2 separate regions of the Mus musculus genome follow, and region 1 is linked to region 2. Evidence: chromatin contacts called from public HiChIP or PLAC-seq data. All regions are on one chromosome and are shown on one strand. The core of a region is the stretch at or near the end of the contact, and the rest is flanking DNA. Distances in the headings are between cores, read along the strand shown.

Region 1 (4,119 bases), core at 271-2,770, 340 kb before region 2:
TAAGGAGTCAGCAATAATGTTTTAAGTCAAATCATTCAGAAGATGTTCTTTCCATTGCTAATTCTGATAATTATCACTGATACCCTTGACATGTATTTTTTATTAAAGCATGCCTCGTGCCTTCAAGAATTCAAGAAACTGAAGGAAGGCGAGCAAGAATGTCACGCAAAGTGAATCTGGGGCCTGCATGAGACACAAAGAAAAGATGAGGGGAAATTGAGCAGAAGGAACTGAGCCTGTAGTATTGATTCATAAGACTGAGTTCACCCAAGCTACTGTGTGGTGTGCATGCTGCTTATACTTTGCTGGCAGAAATGTTACCCTGAACTTGCAAATTTCTTTCTATCTTCCAAGCCCGATACATTTTATCTTTATGTTTTCTCTGAATGACTCAGAACAAGGCAGTGTCCTCAACTAATTTCCTAGCCAAGCATGTGAAAAATAACCTCCATATAGGCACACACAGGCCCAAAGCATATGTTGAAAAGATATTCTAGCTCTTTTACTGTATAATAAGAAAGTTGGGAGTACAGAATCTAGAGAAAGAAAGCTGCTTTCAAATCAATTGGGTATGTGACTCTCGTCACTGTATATAAAACTCTCTAGTTTCTTACAGAAGGATTTAGGACATTTAACTGTATCTTTCCCCCTTTCTAATTATAGGAACACAATGAGTTAATGCATGTAAAGTGCTAAGAAGGATGCCTTTGCTGTAGAATCATCCAGTCTTTCCAATAGCTAATTAATGGGCATCTATTGTGCATTAGTAATAATTAACTGTGTCCTACTGTCCAAGTTCTGGGACTGAATCACAACTTCCAGAGCAAAAGTAAGATAAAATCGTCTCATACAATTAGTTGGAATGGCAGAAAAGGGAACGATTAAGATGAATTTTGAAACTCATCAACATTTCTGTCTCCTTCATAGTGGTTTCCAGTTTTTCTGCTTGGTACAGTTAGGGAAATCCGAGTCCCTAAACTAACATATGCATCCCCATTCTTATTCTTCCCACCATGTCACTTTTTTACCTGCCAATCCCTGACACTTTTCATGTGCACAGGCAATTTCCATATCAACAACCATTTTTCTATGGATACTAAACAACTTCCTTATAAATGAGTCAGTTTACCATACTGCCGTATACACAGCTATTAAAGTTGTTCTAAGAAAAACACACAAATGTAAAAGTTTACAATTGCATTTGAGGTTTACCTCAGGGATAAGTATCAACCAATCATTCGTCCACAGTTTTGAGGGCATCTTCCCATTTAATATCACTCAGACAGCACTCTGCTATCTTTAAAAAGTACAATGTTTGTCAGGCAGCACTGTGCATTCTGAGCGTGGAAAGCTCTGCAGATATCACAGCAGGTGGAAAGATTTTGATACCCCTATGGCTCATAGTTGATACACTGATTTAGAAATTACTTGAGCAGGGTGACTGCCTGTCACACATTTATTTACTCCCACCATTGTGAACCATGCCTCATAATTAATCACACTCGGCACTGGCAGTGAGTGAGTCTGCGCCCCACGATGCAGAGAACAGTTATTTGCCTCTCTCTCACTGGGTGTTTCTGCAACCCTGTTGTGATTTTGTTTCCAGAAAGACTTCTGTCCCTGCTGTTTGGGGAAATGTATCAGTAATGTCTTGATCCAAGAATTTCATATTCAACAGATGGTATTCTTGGCTATGGATTCAGCGTAGTTCCTCTGAGCAGAGCTGAGTGCTTAATATTGCTTGTTCTCTGCCAATCATCCCTTAGTGTACAAGTAAATCTTGATCAAATATGTATTATTCTGGTGCTTTCACTTGCACCCATTTGGCATTCTGATCTTCTGAAATATAAGAATATCAAGTAAGTAATTGTAATGTCCTGTTTTTGGAGAGATACCCAACAGTACATATTTATATGCTTCAATAAATATAAATACACCTAAAGATGGAAGAAACATATAATGCTTCCACAAATACCAGTTTTTCACTTCACATAATATATACCTCTTCCTAAACTCAAATGAACTGTTATAAGGATTAGTGATATGTGTATAATAATTTAATCTCTCTCTTCCTCTCTCTCTCTCCCTCCCTCTTTCAACGATGAGCGTGTGTGTGTGTGTGTGTGTGTGTGTGTTTGTGTGTGTTTAGGTGTGTGTGAAATATGAGATGATGGTTATTTACTGAGAAACACATAAACACACCCCAGCTGTAAAAATAGACTCCTTAAGAATAATAGAAGGGCCCGGGGATCCATCCCATAGTCAGCCTCCAAACACAGACACCACTGTATACAACAGCAAGATTTTGCTGAAGGACCCTGATATAGCTGTCTCTTGTGAGGCTATGCGAGTGCCTGGCAAACACAGAAGTGGATGCTCACAGTCAGTTATTGGATGGAACATGGGGACCCCAATGGAGGAGCTAGAGAAAGTACACAAGGAGCTAAAGGGATCTGCAACCCTATAGGTGGAACAACAATATGAACTAACCAGTACCCCCAGAGATCGTGTCTCTAGCTGCATATGTAGCAGAAGATGGCCTAGTCGGCCATCATTGGGAAGAGAGGCCCCTTGGTCTTGCAAACTTTATATGTCCCAGTATAGGGGAATGCCAGGGCCAAAAAGTGGGAGTGGGTGGGTAGGGGAGCGGGGTAAGGGGAGGGTATGGGGGACTTTCAGGATAGCATTTGAAATGTAAATGAAGAAAATACCTAATAAAAATTGGGAAAAAAAAGAATAATAGAAGGGAGAGTAATACAAATGTTATTTTTGGAAATAATGTATGTCAGAATTAGACTTTCAGAGAAATTTAAGTTTTCATTTTCAACTTAAAATAAATAAAAACAACACTCCTAGTCCCATTTTACACAAGTCCATCCCTTCTTAGAATTAGAAACAATCACCCATGGAAGAAGTTACAGGGACAAAGTTTGGAGCTGAGACAAAAAGATGGATCATCTAGAGACTGCCAAATCCAGGGATCCATCCCATAATTAGCCTCCAAACGATGACACTATTTCATACACTAGCAAGCATTTGCTGAAAGGACCCTGATATAGCTGTCTCTTGTGAGACTATGCCGGGGCCTAGCAAACACAGAAGTGGTTGCTCACAGTCAGCTATTGGATGGATCACATGGCCCCCAATGAAGGAGCTAGAGAAAGTATCCAAGAAGCTAAAGATATCTGCAACCCTGTAGGTGCAACAACATTATGAACTAACCAGTACTCCATAGCTCTTGACTCTAGCTGCATATGTATCAAAAGATGGCCTAGTCGGCCATCACTGGAAAAAGAGGCCCATTGGACACACAAACTTTATATGCCCCAGTACAGGGGAATGTCAGGGCCAAAAAGTGGGAATGGGTGAGTAGGGGAGTGGTGGGGAGGGCATGGGGGACTTTTGGGCTAGCATTGGAAATGTAATTGAGGAAAAACGTAATAATAATAAAAAAATATTAGGAAAGAAAATAGTATAGAGAATTTAGAAAATCACATAGAGCAGGAACTCAATTGACCCGAGTTTATCTGCCTCAACTAACAAGCCCTTCCATGGCTAAATGTGGAGGGTTTTTGTTTGTTTGTTTGTTTGTTTTGTTTTGTTTTTTGTTTTGTTTTGTTTTCAAGACAAGGTTTCTCTGTGTAGACCTGTTTGCCCTGGAACTCACTATGTAGACCAGGCTGGCCTCAAACTCAAAATTCTGCCTGTCTCTACCTCCCAAGTGCTGGGATTAAAGGCGTGTGCCACTACCTCCCGCAAACATGAAGTTTCTACTTTTGCAAGCAAAATAAAGCTCAGAGTGAACTGGATTAACAGATTCAAAGGCTTAGGCTTTCTAGAGGCTTCCCCAGCTGCCAAATACACTGTTTTTCCCTTTTCACCTTTGTTATTACTTTCTGGCATTTTAAAAAGATTAACTTCCTGTTAGACACTAAATATGTCATCTGCAGCTGAGACTTGATCATTCATAGAACAAAATCTGCCTTTTCTGCATGCGGAAGAAAAGATGACAAAAGGAATGTCCACACGTGCAGGGTGTCACAGTTAATTTTTTGTTTGATCTTCACTTTTATAAGTTGCTAAGTTAAGACTAGCAACACTTGTTAATCAACTGTGCAG
Region 2 (3,830 bases), core at 1,155-3,654:
TTATTAAGCCACTAATGTATACCTGTATAATTCTACCTTGGTATGATTCAATCAATGTTTTAGCTCAAACCACTGCTCTACAAGAACTAGAAAAAGATCCTGCAAGGTTTTGCTGAAAATGAATGGGGCAAATTTTAAGAATAGTTACTGAAAATAAGGCCTCAGGAGATGGTAGACATTCTCAGGATAAAACATCAGGAAGCTGAAGTGCCAAAATATTATGGGGGGAATTTTAATGGAAGCAGACCACACTGAGATCCTCCTTTTAAACACCAACTCCTTCGCTCTCACTTGGCATTGCAGGACTCCCGTCTAAGTGAATCCTCTGGAAATGAACATTTGTTAAACAAGAGCATTCTTTGGGGATAACCCAGCCGTGTGTTACACAGGAGCATCCTTTGGAGATATCCACTCAACATCTTTATCTTGAAGCCTGAAAAGACCATTATTAAAAAGTCCTTCTTCCTGTTACTTCTTTTTAATACTTTTCAGAAGTGACTGTGGTGTAATTTTGTGTTCTCACTTTTGCTACTCTCTAGGCCAGGGCTATTGACCTGCATTGTTTCCTGGAAAAGAAGGGTTTCTAGATTTCTAATTACCCTAGCACTACTACTTTGTTGTGTGTGTGTGTATACAACATACAATAATATGTATATGTGCATATATACATACATGTGTTTATATATTGTTCATATATACATATATAAATCATATATAAATATTCATATAGATACATAATACACACATATACCTCTACACACACAACATAATATCCACAGACTGACGTATCAACTGAACTGAGAAAGTTGTTAATGACATCAATACTATACAAAGAATTTCTAATTTTCAGCTGGACTCAAATCCAAGAATCTATTCTAAATGGACTATAACAAAGTGAATCAAGGAGAGATTAGGGGGAATGGGAGAAATGTCCCCTAGGCCTCCTAGCATTTCCCCTGCACTCTGCATTTCTTCTCTGAGTTCCTCCATTAAAAGTCTCACACCGAGGCTCTCTGCTTTTCTAGCACCCTCTATGAACAGAAATATAACTTGGAGAGGCAATATCTTAAAAACTGTCATCAACCTGTCACTTAGGCAGGATTATCTAAAAGCCAGTTGATAACAAGTTACAGTGCTAATAGAACACATGATAGGTGCTTAGCTCAAAAAGGAACACTGGAAAGCACCTAAAAAAAATAGTAAAAAAAAAATTGTTTAAAAAGTAATCCTTAGGATTTTTCTGCAGACATCCCAATTCTAGAGTACTTTGTATAATCATTGCCCTTTTTAAAAAATGCAAGGCTTAAATATATGAGATTACATGTCTATTTTTAGAAAAAAGTAACATGGTGTCAGATGAATCAGTATGTTCCCAGAATGGGCCTTGGAATGGGTACACATGTCAGTAATGCTGCTGTCACCACACACATCTGCATAAGTCCTCCACAGGCAAGCTGCTCAAACCCTAGGCTGCTTTCCTTTCCGTATCTTCAGTGACAGTAATAGTTCTCATTTGAAGGTGATTTGACATCTAAAAATAACCAAAAGTCAAGTGTGAAGAATTTAGAGTGAAGAGTTACAATCAAATAGTTCTGTTTTGGTCCGAAGTCACAGACAGACTAAAAGAGAGTGAAGCAGGATTGCCCAACAAAGACCAACAAAGACGTCTAAAGATTAACAGCCAAGGAAGAAACCCATTAGAAATCTATCAGAACAAAAACTGTTGAATTGTAAAGGAGGGTGTGCACAAAATACATTTTAATTCAGTTGAAATGAGAATAGTTGATGCCCCATAGCCAAAGTTGCAATATTGATGCAAGACTACAAAGGAGGGAGGAATCAAAGCTATACTGCCATTTTCTTGTCAGGTATCAACGTTTCAAAGAATTGTTAAGTCTTTCCCCCGGGGTGTGTATGGTTCCCATTATAGTCTCATTCATACTATGTTATTATTCCTGAATAAGATGTGTAAGGCAGTCATCAAACAAGACTATTAGTTTCTGAGTATATTCCAGTTGTAAGAGGGCACCAACAATGAGAAATAAAATACATGAGAGAACAACATTCATTTAGACATCATATGTTGGAAATATCATTAGAATCACATTTGTGGTACTCCTTCTTAAGAATTGTATAAGGCACATGCCTCAGATAAACTGAGTTCTAGCTCTGTGTCACAGACTTTTATTTACATAACCAAGAAATATTGCAAATTTTCTGGCCAAAAAAAAAAAATCTATATTCACTAATCTACATTTCTTCTGTGTAGGTTGGATACTGAAATAGAAAGGGCAGCCGGTGCTTAAAATATTCTTATCTCTTGGCTGCTCGATCCTGACCTCTGACTCCCTCTGAGGCCAGGTGAAAACAGCCTGTTCCGTGGCAGGAGGAAACCAGAAGTGGTGCCAAAGCTGACAGGCTGCCCCTGGGGGAGGAAAAGAGCAGCATCGCAGATGATCACAAACTGACTGCTGCAGAGGAGGCAGAGTAGCAAGGGAGAGACATCCTGCCCACAGCCTCGTGTCTGGCAAGAAGAAGGCCAAGTACCAAGCTTCCAATTTGCCAGCACTCTCCTTCCAGCTTTTTTCCTCCGCAGCCTGAAATCAAGGGAGCATTAATAAAAGGTTTATTTTTAAAAACAAAACAAAACAAAACAAAACAAAAAACAGCTTTCAAAAAATTCTAAGAGTCCCCTTAAATGTTAATTCTCATCAAATAAACTCTTGCTGTTTACTTAACTTTGCAAACATAAATAGTGATCATTTTAAAACAAAATAACATGAGCTTATGAAGGTGGGTGTGCGCATACCTGTGATGGTGGTGGCTTGTGTGATGAGTGCGCTAGCGTGTGAGAGAGAATGGGGGTGAGGGGAGAAGGAGGGGGTGGGGAGGGCTGGGGGTGAAGGAGCACAGAATCTCAGCTTTTATTCTCTGTTTTTTTTTTTCCTCCAGGCTGATTTTTTCCCCCAAACCTTTTCAACTAGAAGTTTAGGAAGAAATGTAGGCAATCATGAAAGTACAGAAAGACACAACTTCCTATCTCTATTCCCCCAGTACTTTTATTTCTTACTACCTTTTGCCTTTGATGAAAAAGTCCCTCTTTTACCCATTTTTTTTTCAATTATTCAATAAAAAGCCCAGCAAGAAACGAGCTTAAGTGATGAAAAAGAAATAAGCCAAACATTTTTTTTTTGGACCCTTGAGCAAAATCCTTGATTTTTTTTCCTTTTCCTAAATTGAGACTTTGCACACTAGCTCTGAAGTGTATTTTTCTCTTTTCTTCAATAAGACATTTCAGCGATTTCTCTGAGTGATAAAATAATGTGTCTTCAATTCTCTTCCACAGTTGAGTGCCAGGAATGGAAGGTGACAACTCTGCTATTTTTGGTAACAATATAATCTTTTTTGTAAAAACTAATTTTTCTAGGAAATACTTGGACTGGGAATCATGACTTCATTTCGAATTTCCCTTTGTCTTTATCAAAAAAACGTAAGTATCATTATACAAATGGAATCGTTTTCATTAGTACCCACAGTTTTTACAGCTGGACTTGGAGTTTCTCTTATCTTGCATAAAATGTTCAATGATGAACAAGATAGACTGTTCAATGGTGAACAAAGGAAAAAAAGATAACAAAAAAGTTGGGTATTTGCTCAACATCAGAGATTAGAAACTCAAATGAATTTAAGAAACTCTGCATGTGCCTCCCTCTTCAGACTGTGCTCACTAAAACAAAGGTGTTACAAGGTGAGTTGCACTGTTAGAACTTCTGGTTTCAGTGTCTTCCTTGTGCAGGGCAGTATGTGCTAAGTAATTTCCTTCTGATACT

The links. HiChIP or PLAC-seq counts read pairs in DNA pulled down with a chosen protein or histone mark.
Region 1: a contact with region 2 is called in an H3K27ac HiChIP or PLAC-seq map of heart atrium, with 13 read pairs. The contact joins two enhancer-like sites. A contact is called at or near these places in 1 of 484 Hi-C or Micro-C datasets (embryonic heart) and 2 of 115 datasets of contacts at active chromatin or transcription factors (cardiomyocytes and heart atrium).

Annotation. Positions count from the first base shown.
Region 1 is chr5:58,078,727-58,082,845 of GRCm38.p6, reverse strand. All of the region lies in intron 2 of Pcdh7 (protocadherin 7), which reads right to left. Among named protein-coding and RNA genes, the nearest start is that of Gm22536, 330 kb to the left of the region's middle. Within about 2 kb of position 1,520, at least 14 of the 459 cell types and tissues checked have an H3K27ac peak or open chromatin away from gene starts, as enhancers often do. A contact at or near this core is called in heart atrium, where this site is marked.
Region 2 is chr5:57,741,730-57,745,559 of GRCm38.p6, reverse strand. All of the region lies in intron 1 of Pcdh7 (protocadherin 7), which reads right to left. Among named protein-coding and RNA genes, the nearest start is that of Pcdh7, 26 kb to the right of the region's middle. Within about 2 kb of position 2,404, at least 18 of the 459 cell types and tissues checked have an H3K27ac peak or open chromatin away from gene starts, as enhancers often do. A contact at or near this core is called in heart atrium, where this site is marked.